2 separate regions of the Mus musculus genome follow, and region 2 is linked to region 1. Evidence: chromatin contacts called from public Micro-C data. All regions are on one chromosome and are shown on one strand. The core of a region is the stretch at or near the end of the contact, and the rest is flanking DNA. Distances in the headings are between cores, read along the strand shown.

Region 1 (4,643 bases), core at 946-3,445:
GAAACTTTATCATTAAATAAGTTAGATAGCAAATTATAGTGTTCAGATTTTTTTCCTAATGCCTTTGAGGGGTTGTTAATATTTTGGCAGAAAGTATGAACACTATTTTGGTTGCACTCAGTATATGAATAATAGATTGATATGTCCTGGATACAAATTCAGATGCTGCTAGAGATAAAAATTCTTATTTGTGCAGGTTTAAAAACCTAGTAGATTTTTCTCTTAAATTGAATTTTTGAATGAAATCATACCAGTTTGAGAACAAATTTCATTTTGACTTGTGACTTAACTATCAAATATTTAAGGTTACAGAATTTAAAATGAGATTGACTCCTGAGAGTAATTAGTTCCGCATGTACAAGTGAATATAAAAATGGGACTGATTTAAAGAGACTTTTCCCTTCCATTATTACAGGGACCTTGTTCACAGACAGACAGCGAGTGCAGTGGTGCAGCACATGTCACTTGGTGTTTACGGATTTGGCTGTGAGGATTCTCTGAATCACTTACTGAACTATGTGTGGCCTAATGTGTTTGAGACATCTCCCCATGTAATCCAGGCAGTTATGGGAGCTCTGGAGGGCCTGAGGGTTGCTATTGGACCATGCAGAATGTTGCAGTATTGCTTACAGGTAGGTTAAATGTGGGTTTTTACTTTTTTTTTATTAAATGCGGGGATTGCTCAAAAAATTACTTAAATATGTTGAAGTCAGTCATTCCCTAATTACCATGTGGAAGACAGTTCTGTATTGAGATACAGATTAGATTAAATTAGGTTAGATTTTGTATTTACCCACCACAATTTTGTTACTCAGTTTCCAGACTTTTTTTCCTTCCCTCTTCAAAGTAAGTACTTTTGTTTTATTTTATTTTTTGAGCCTTGGCTGGCCTGGAACTTACTATGTAGACCAGGCCAGCATTGAAGTAGATAGATCCACTTGCTTCTGTTTCTAAGTGCTAGGATTTAAATGTGTGTGCCACCATGCATCATATTTATAGCTAATAGTGTATTAAAGTTTGTTTATTTATTTATTTTCCCCTTGAAGATAGAAGTAACTCTACCTTTTATTTATTCTAGGGTCTGTTCCACCCAGCTCGGAAAGTCAGAGACGTATATTGGAAAATTTACAACTCCATCTACATTGGCTCCCAGGATGCTCTCATAGCACATTACCCACGAATCTACAATGACGATAAGAACACCTATATTCGTTACGAACTTGACTATATCTTGTAACTTTGTGTCTAATACAGCTGTTTCACACCTTAAACCTGCTTCAATCTGATGATATAAACTTGTAAAACATTGCCGATCAGTGTAGAGCTGGTCATAGTGGAGGGATAGAAATCCAGTAGCATGATTTTTAAATAACTTTTGTTTTTTTGATGTTAAACAGTAAATGGCAGTAGTGACCAAGGACAGTGCTTATACACACTATACTGGAGGGATATCATTTTTTATTCATCTTTATGAAGATTTAGAATTCATTCCTTGTGTTTAAAGGGAATGTTTAATTGAGAAATAAACATTCGTGTACAAAATGCTAATTTGTGTGTGTTTTTTGAATATGACTTGTAAAATGCAAAACTTTGGTAAAGTACTGGTTTGTGTAGAATAAGTGGATTAATTTCATCTTTTGTCACCTAGTTTATTATGGAACACAGCAGCACGCAAACTATATAGTGATGGCCTGTTTGTCAAAAGCCCATTGTTTTGTTGGTAATGAAGAGTAGCTTGGGGTGCCCCTCCCCTCAGTGTAGCATAACAGTTCCAGCACCATAGAAAAGTAGCACTCTGACTGAGCTGTCTTAAGTATTATTTTGTACTTACATAGCACCTTTCACCTTGATTTCTCAAAATGCTTTATGAGCAGACATGAAGGATATATTTTACTTCTTGTCCAACTTTGGCCTGTGCTTATAAAGTGGAGAAGCTGTCTGTAACTTAGAATAGTGTATTTCCTGTTGGGAGTGAGGCTATCTAAGAAATAATTATATAGTAGGACAGTCTTTGGGCTTTTGTGTGATGCCTCTAATCAGTTTATTTATAAGCAGCTATTGAACACCTGTTGAATGCTAGCCACTGTCTGTTGAAGAAGGGGCTTCGAAGGTGCACATGATCCGGCCTTTCATGTAACGGAAGGGTGGGCGCAGATCCTTAGGTACCAGGGTGCTGTGCAATGGAAGATGCAGAGATGCCTAGATTTGCTTAGCTTGTATGTAGCAGTCAGATACTGTATTGGCTTAAGTGTGAGCATAAGCCAAAATGCCGTTCAGTTTATGAAGAACAAGCATTAAGGGGCTATTTTAATGTTTTGGGTCAACTAATGAATCAGCTTTTTTTTGTTGTTGTTTATTGTTTTTTAATTTTATGCCCCAAATTTCTTGTTTTTAAAACTTTTCTAGCCATCACTGTTTTGTCTCCCTCTGTACTTGTGTGGACTCTAAAAGGAAATAAATTCTGCCATCAGTGTGACTGGCATGTGACTCTACCACCCTCAGACTGTCAGGAGTGCTAGGCAGCTTGTGCTTCTGACTGTTAACAAGGAAGACTCTGGTGGAAGATCAGATTAGATTAGAGACAGCTTCTGCTCTGCTTTCTCAGAATGGATACTGAGCATTAACCGTCCCCATGCAGGACGCACGGATTCTTGTTCTTTGTATGTGGTCTGACTATCATTGTGTAGTAAACCATTTCCCTGTTCTTAGAAAATTCCTAGCCATACCTAAGCACTTTTAAATGTTTTGTATAGTTGATTTCAAATAACCCTTGGTAATTACAATCTTGAATTGAGTATATTTCTCAAAGTTAAAATTTGACTTTAAACCACTTGGGAACATTTTATTGTATTATTAATTAAAATACTTAAGTTTGTTTAACTTCTTGCTTTTTATTTAAAAATTAAATTTTGCAGTAGAACTACAGCTCACAGGAGACTGCTTACCCCTTAAGTGACATTTTCCTGATGGAGGTAATCTGAGAATGGATAAGGGGAAAAAATGCTGAAGGCTGCAATCTCAAGATTAGGACCAAAATAGATACTCAAAGATGTTTGGATTGTGAAATGCTCTTATTGAATAAGGAAAGCATTTTGGGATAAACCCTTGTGAAAGATGCTATGTCACGTTTTAACACTTCTCAACTAAGACCTTTTCTTTAGCACTTTGATGTTTCTTAAGGTGAAACTTAGGCAGGAGGAATTCATGTTCTTAAGGGGACAGAGGGGTGGGTTTTTCTCTGGGCTTTGGTTTTTTTTTTCTCTGGGCATTGCCCTCTGATGGAATTGATATTTCTTTGGCTGTTTGATTTTATTTTTTTTTATATTGTATTTTTAATATTTGTTGTATGGTGCCCTGTGAGCATCAAGTACCACCAGATAAATAAAACTTATCACATCTAAAGTCATAGTATACCAGTTCTTAATCTTAGTTGACTCTCTATGGTATCATGCTGTGTTTGCTTTGTTGTGGTTTACCATTTTAACTACTTAGAGCTCTTTGGGTTGTTGGTCAAGCAAGTGAACTGAGGCGGGCATGAGCACAGGCCTGTAATCCCAGCACTGGGCAGAAGCAGGAGGGTTACAAGTTTTCCTGTTTGGAGCATGTATAAGACCCTACCAAACCTGAAATAAGTTGGAAGAAGATAATTGCAGGTTTATCAGATAAGTAGGCTGGCTCAGGCTTCCAGTGGTGTTTACGTTTTGAACATTTAAATGAAGATACATTATAGCAATCCCAGAATCACTCTTGTTTCTGCACTAACAGTTTGTTTAGGCAAGAAAATCCTATGCTGGGGATGTCCTATAAATGCATCCCCAATTTTGGCTTAGGTGCCAGGAACACCCCATCTCCTTGCCTCTACGCACCATCTTTTACATGTGAAATTTTTGGGTTGAGAGACAGCTTCAGAGTTGAGATTTTGACTGGAAACTTGTAGCTCAGGCTAACCTAAAAATCTGGGCGGTCCTACCTTTACCTTCCAAAGTCTGGGATCACAGGCAGCCTTAGGCTTTCAAGTAGGACTGCTGAAGTATGGTGTATGTAGAAAGCATTTTGTTTTAAGCAATAATGCCTGCAAAGCAATTAGAAGCGATACTTAAAAATACGACACCTGCTGGTAAATGGCCACGTAAGTTCTGTGGAAGGGAAGCTGCAAAGGTGCATTCAGAGATGAGATGGCACACTTGGGTCTGGCACCCGAGGAGGCCTGCTCCATTTGGACCTCCTCAGGGGTCTCTTAAGGCCTCTGAGATGATCAGAGGTAAGTTTGGGCAGACCTCACAGCAAAATTAAGAACCCTTGAGATCTTTTAGGACTGCATTTAGCCTGCCGTCATACTGTGTATTCAGCCTGATTAGCCGGCCTCTAAGAGAATATAATCGACCTTACAATGCCTTCAATATCTCCTGTAATCATCTTTTAAAGCTAAGTTAATACATAGCAATTAAATCTTAACTTTATGTACTCTTCATGCTTCTGACCCAGAGTAATGTATATGTATGTTGCAAACAACCTTCTACAACAAATATATAAATGTTGGAAGCAACCTGTGGATACAGCTTGATAACAAAAGGAAGAAATGGAGAATTCAAGTTTGAGCACACTTTTAGTCAAATTCCAGAGGAAGTCTGTTATTTTAATGC
Region 2 (4,643 bases), core at 1,577-4,076, 140 kb before region 1:
ATCAAGAGGTCAAGGCTTACAGAAACTATACAGTGGGTACGAGGACAATCAGGCTTATATGTAAGACCCTACCTCAAAACAAAGTCAATAGTGTTGGCCCACAAAGGAAGGAGGAAGAGGAATTCAAGGTTATCCTTGGCTATACAATATGCTTCAGGTCAGCCTGTACTACATGAGACCCTTTATAAATAAGCAAATGAGCAAATATGCATAGTGTAGAAGATATATACACACAGGTATAGATAGATATGTAAGGAAGCTGTGGCAAGGGAGCCAAGCATCCAAGGCCAATCCAGACACCACAGAAAGTTTTACACCAGCCCAAGATAAAAAGCAAAGTGTCTCAAAGAAAAAAAGAAAAAGGAAAAGTCAACACGTTATTAAATGTTTTGCCACATAACTATGACATTCCTTAGACACTTAGGAAAAAAGTAAAATCCAGCCTAATGCTCTCACTCACCCGGTGGTGATGACACATGCCTATAATCACAGTCCCAGGGAGGCAGAAGCAGGTGGCTCTGTGAGGTCCAGGCCACATTTATAAACAAAGAGACAAATACATGTGCTCATTTAATTCAGTCAATAGATGCTAAAAGCCACCCAACTAGTGTCTATGTTCTGGTCTCACTTTTAAATGTTCTACAGCACATGCCTGACTCTGGCACTCAGGAAATGGAGGTAGGATGAGAAGTCACTCTCAGGCCCTTCCCTCTCCGTTCCAGACTAGCCAGCCTGGGATACATGAGACAATCCCTCCCCACCCCACAGCAGGAGCTATGCCACATACTACTCATGTGTAACATAGTAACACAATATACAGCGTTTTGGAACAGGCCTATTTTAGTGAAAAAAAGTTATGTGATAAACAGAAAAGGTTGGTTAAAAAGCAGTTTTTTCTTTTAATTCTCTTCTATTACATTTTATTTAACCTTGTCATAAAGTGGGAAAATGAAAAAGTCTGCACATGACTTACTCATAACAACACAGCAAAGGGACATATTGCAGTGTTTAGTCTGAACAATTTTTCAAAGTTAAAAATTTTTCATCTAAGGATATAGCTGAGCCATGAGTACATGCTTAAAATAAATTGTGCACTCTTAATTTACCACAGGAAAAGTCCTGGATGTAATCCCAAGAATTGTTTTTAAAGGAAGCCATCACTTAAAAATTAGAAAAAATGTTGCCTATGCACAATAATAGTTATCTGAAAACAAGAACCCTTAGAAAGAAGAGTTGTTAAATAGTAGAAAGTATACATAGTATACAAATTTCCAACCCAATCAAGGCAAACTGACAGCTCATGACTCAATGGTTTTTGACTCAAAAGCAATTCTCTAGGGCTAGAGATGTAGCTCAATTGATAGGTGTCATTCCCCAACACTGTATAAGCCCTGAATGGTGGTATGTATTGTAAGTCTAGCCCCCAGAGTTTCGGCAAACAGAGTCCAAGGTCACCTTCAACTATATAGTATAATTCGAGGGTAGCCTGACTTTGAGAACCTTCAAAATCCATAATAAATAGCAAGTCTCTAAATTGGATGTGTGTGTATGGGGGAGGCAGGTGGATCTCGGAGTTCGAGGCCAACCTAGTCTACAGAGCTACTTCCAGGAAAGTCAAGGCTACACAGGGAAACCCTTGAGAGAGAGAGAGAGAGAGAGAGAGAGAAGAGAGAGAAGAGAGAAAGAAGAAAGACAAAAGAAAGAAAAGAAAAACAGTAACTCTCTAAAACTCAGTAGCATTAAGTATTTTGATTTCCACTTGACCCTAAAAATTACATTTTAACAGAAAAAGTTTACTCAGTACACGGTAAGAGGCAGCAGGCTGGGCAGCAACAAGAACACAGCCTGCTAAAATTACATTTTAAACATATCTCTTTTGATTTTAGAACTTCTACTCAACGACTCAACCCATTTCCAAAGGCTGATTAATCCTATCAAGTTTGAATGTCAACGTGGGTGGTTTTTTTTTTTGGGGGGGGGGTCTTTTCCGTTCTTTTCTGTTCTTTTTTACTGTGAAGCATCCCTGGTTTGCAAGTCCTAAGAAGCACCAATTTACTCCCCATAGTGCCCTACTATTATTTTGATGTATATAATCAGTTCATTCCGACTATTGTCCACGCGCATTAGCATGAATATACGCAAGGAATGACATGTAACAAGTCACAACCTGGTGCCGAAAACTTGCTGGACCAGAGAACAGCTGCAGGGAAGCCGAAGGGAGTGGTGGCAAAGACAAACAACAGGAGGATAACGCAAACTAGTGCCACCTGCATCCGGCTAGACCAACTGGATGGAGCCGACCGGCAGGTACGTCACCGGCCAAGCTTGCTCCCGGTGAGGTGGGCAGTGTTTACAGCCCTCGACGCCGGCGGTCCCGACGCGGGGACAGCCCCCTGGTCCCCAGCTGGCCCACCCCACACCCGGGCGCCGTCAGCTGCCACTCACAGCAGGCAGCGCAGCAGCAGCCGCTGGTGACAAGCGTCAGCCCCGGGCCTCGGCGAACACAGCGGGGTCCTGCGTCTAGCAGGCCTCCAGGGCGGCCGGCGCCGGCTCGGCTGCCTCCGGGGCCGCGGCTCCGGAAGCGCAGGCCAGCCACCGCGGCCACGGCCCCCACCCGCTCGCCCTGGCCTCTCCTAGACGGAGTCCCGCCAGCAGGAGAGCCCCGGCTCGGCCCCGCCAACTCTGTGACAGGAAAGCCGTAGGGACGATACCTGCGCCTTGGTGCCTGGCCTGTTCCGCCTCAGCACTGCCGTCCCCTCCGCCATGACCATAGTGCCAGAGTCTGGGCGGCTGGCGTCGGTACCCGGATGTGGGGGCCGGCAGCTTGCGCGGGGGGCGGGGCACGGCGGGGCTCAGCGCTGCGGCGGCGGGGAGGGGCGGCAGCCTGCGGAACAGCCGCCGCCCGCGCGGAGCACCATGGGAAGAGTGCCGAGCCCGCGGCTCCGGCGGAGGGAGGAGCACAGAATGAACAGCCGGCGGAGCTCCGCCGAGGCCGAAAAGGAAGATGCGACCGGAAGCTGGGGTAGAGAGCCGCTTCCAAGGTCTGTGGTGCAGGTGACCCAAGCCTGCGTCACTTGTGGGTGTTTGTCCTTCAGCTGTCTATAGACTGGAAGGGCAGTTTGCACAATAGTGACCATCTCAGAAAAGCGAAATGAGAACATAATTCTCCACCCCAGATAATCTGGTAAATTTTTATAGAATCTTCATGGATTAACCCAATCTAGAATCAGATTGGCTGGGTCGGTTAAAGGGAAGACAGGAGGTACTGATAAATCTTGCTTCTAGGGTCCTCTTACTGAAAAGCCAAGGACTCTTTCAATGACAAGTTGGTTTCCGTAGATAAAAGACTCAATGCTAAATTAAAAAAAAAAATGCCCATCATGAGATAGAAAGCGCACATCTGTTATTGTGTGTTAGAGTTAAAATAAACTCACATTTTTGCAAGTCGGAAGCAGGAGGAAATGAATAGCCCTTGATGGCTTTTATGAATTCTGTATCTTAACAAAATTCCAAGTTTCTCGTGTTTTTAAGTGTGATGTTTTTTGTGTGTTTTCTTTTGTTGTTGTTTTGGTTTTGTGTTTTCTTTTTTTGGAGACAGCGTCTCCCTGATGTTCCTTGAATTTAAGAGATTTGTTTTGAGTGCTGGGACCAACGGAGTACACGGCATGCCCGGCCAGGCTTAGGGGTTCATGTGTAATCCAACCCAGGTGATCCCACACCTTTTTCTGAATCCCTTGGGCGCATGCAGGTAAAAAGCTTACACACATTAAATAAATAAGCAAGTAAATAAGCAAAACAGTTAAAAGAATTGTTTAGAATTCAAAGCCAGCATGGGCTACATAGAGAGTTCCAGGCCAGGCAGGGCTACAGAGCAAGACTTAAATCTTCTCTCAATCTTTCCCAAAATAAGAAAAAAAACACAGCATTTTTACCAGAATCTTTTTTTTTTCCAAACAAGAAAAGTTTGTTTTGGTTTATAGTACCATGGGACACCTGGTGAGGAAGTTGTGGACACTGGGTAAGTGCTCTTTATAACTTCAAGAGCATGGGGTTCAGAAACAGAGGTCTTAAGCTGGAGGCAGAAGCTGGTATCTGCATCAAGACCCGCCCAAAGTGAGCCACTTCTCAGAGCTGGGCCATGGTTAGAATTACACAACCTCCAAATCGAATCTCAAGCTGAACACCAAGTGTTCCAACATAAGAGCTGCGGCGGGGCAGAGTGGCGCCTTTAATCCCAGCACTCAGGAGGCAGATACAGGCTGATCTCTGTGAGTTCAGAGTATGCCTGGTCTACAAAGAGAGTTCAAGGCCAGCCAGGAGTATGTAGTGAGACCTTATCCTTAAACAACAACAATAGTAAGAATGAACGGAGGAATTCCCTTATTCAGATTGGCCTATGGATATGCCTAGGGAGCCCTATCATTATTAATTACTGATGTGGGGGGCTCAGCCCACTGTGGGTAATACCACCCCTGGGCAAACTGACAAACCCTGGGAAACAGACCAGTGGCCAGTAAGCACTGTTCATTCATGGCCTCTGCTTCAGTTCTTCCCTCCAGGTTCCCACCTTAAGTTCCTGCCCAGCCCTTCCTCAGTGACGAATTGTTACCTAGAAGTGTAATAGGAAATAAACCTTTTCCTCT

The links. Hi-C and Micro-C count contacts between places; a contact is called where the count stands out from the background.
Region 2: a contact with region 1 is called in a Micro-C map of the G1E-ER4 cell line, with 4 times the contacts expected there. The contact joins the promoter of Mob4 here to the enhancer-like site in region 1. A contact is called at or near these places in 1 of 39 promoter capture datasets (erythroid cells), 21 of 484 Hi-C or Micro-C datasets (the 63-12 cell line, the G1E-ER4 cell line, the HPC-5 cell line and 13 more), 1 of 115 datasets of contacts at active chromatin or transcription factors (embryonic stem cells) and 4 of 9 other capture datasets (adipose tissue, embryonic stem cells, liver and 1 more).

The regions. Positions count from the first base shown.
Region 1 is chr1:54,983,928-54,988,570 of GRCm38.p6, reverse strand. Sf3b1 (splicing factor 3b, subunit 1) reads left to right here. Exons shown (of 25, transcript NM_031179.2): 24 at 416-632; 25 at 1,079-3,402. The coding sequence ends at 1,237. Among named protein-coding and RNA genes, the nearest start is that of Sf3b1, 41 kb to the left of the region's middle. Within about 2 kb of position 2,195, at least 1 of the 459 cell types and tissues checked has an H3K27ac peak or open chromatin away from gene starts, as enhancers often do. A contact at or near this core is called in the G1E-ER4 cell line, where this site is marked.
Region 2 is chr1:55,129,428-55,134,070 of GRCm38.p6, reverse strand. Mob4 (MOB family member 4, phocein) reads right to left here and starts at 2,826. Exons shown (of 8, transcript NM_025283.3): 1 at 2,712-2,826. The coding sequence starts at 2,771.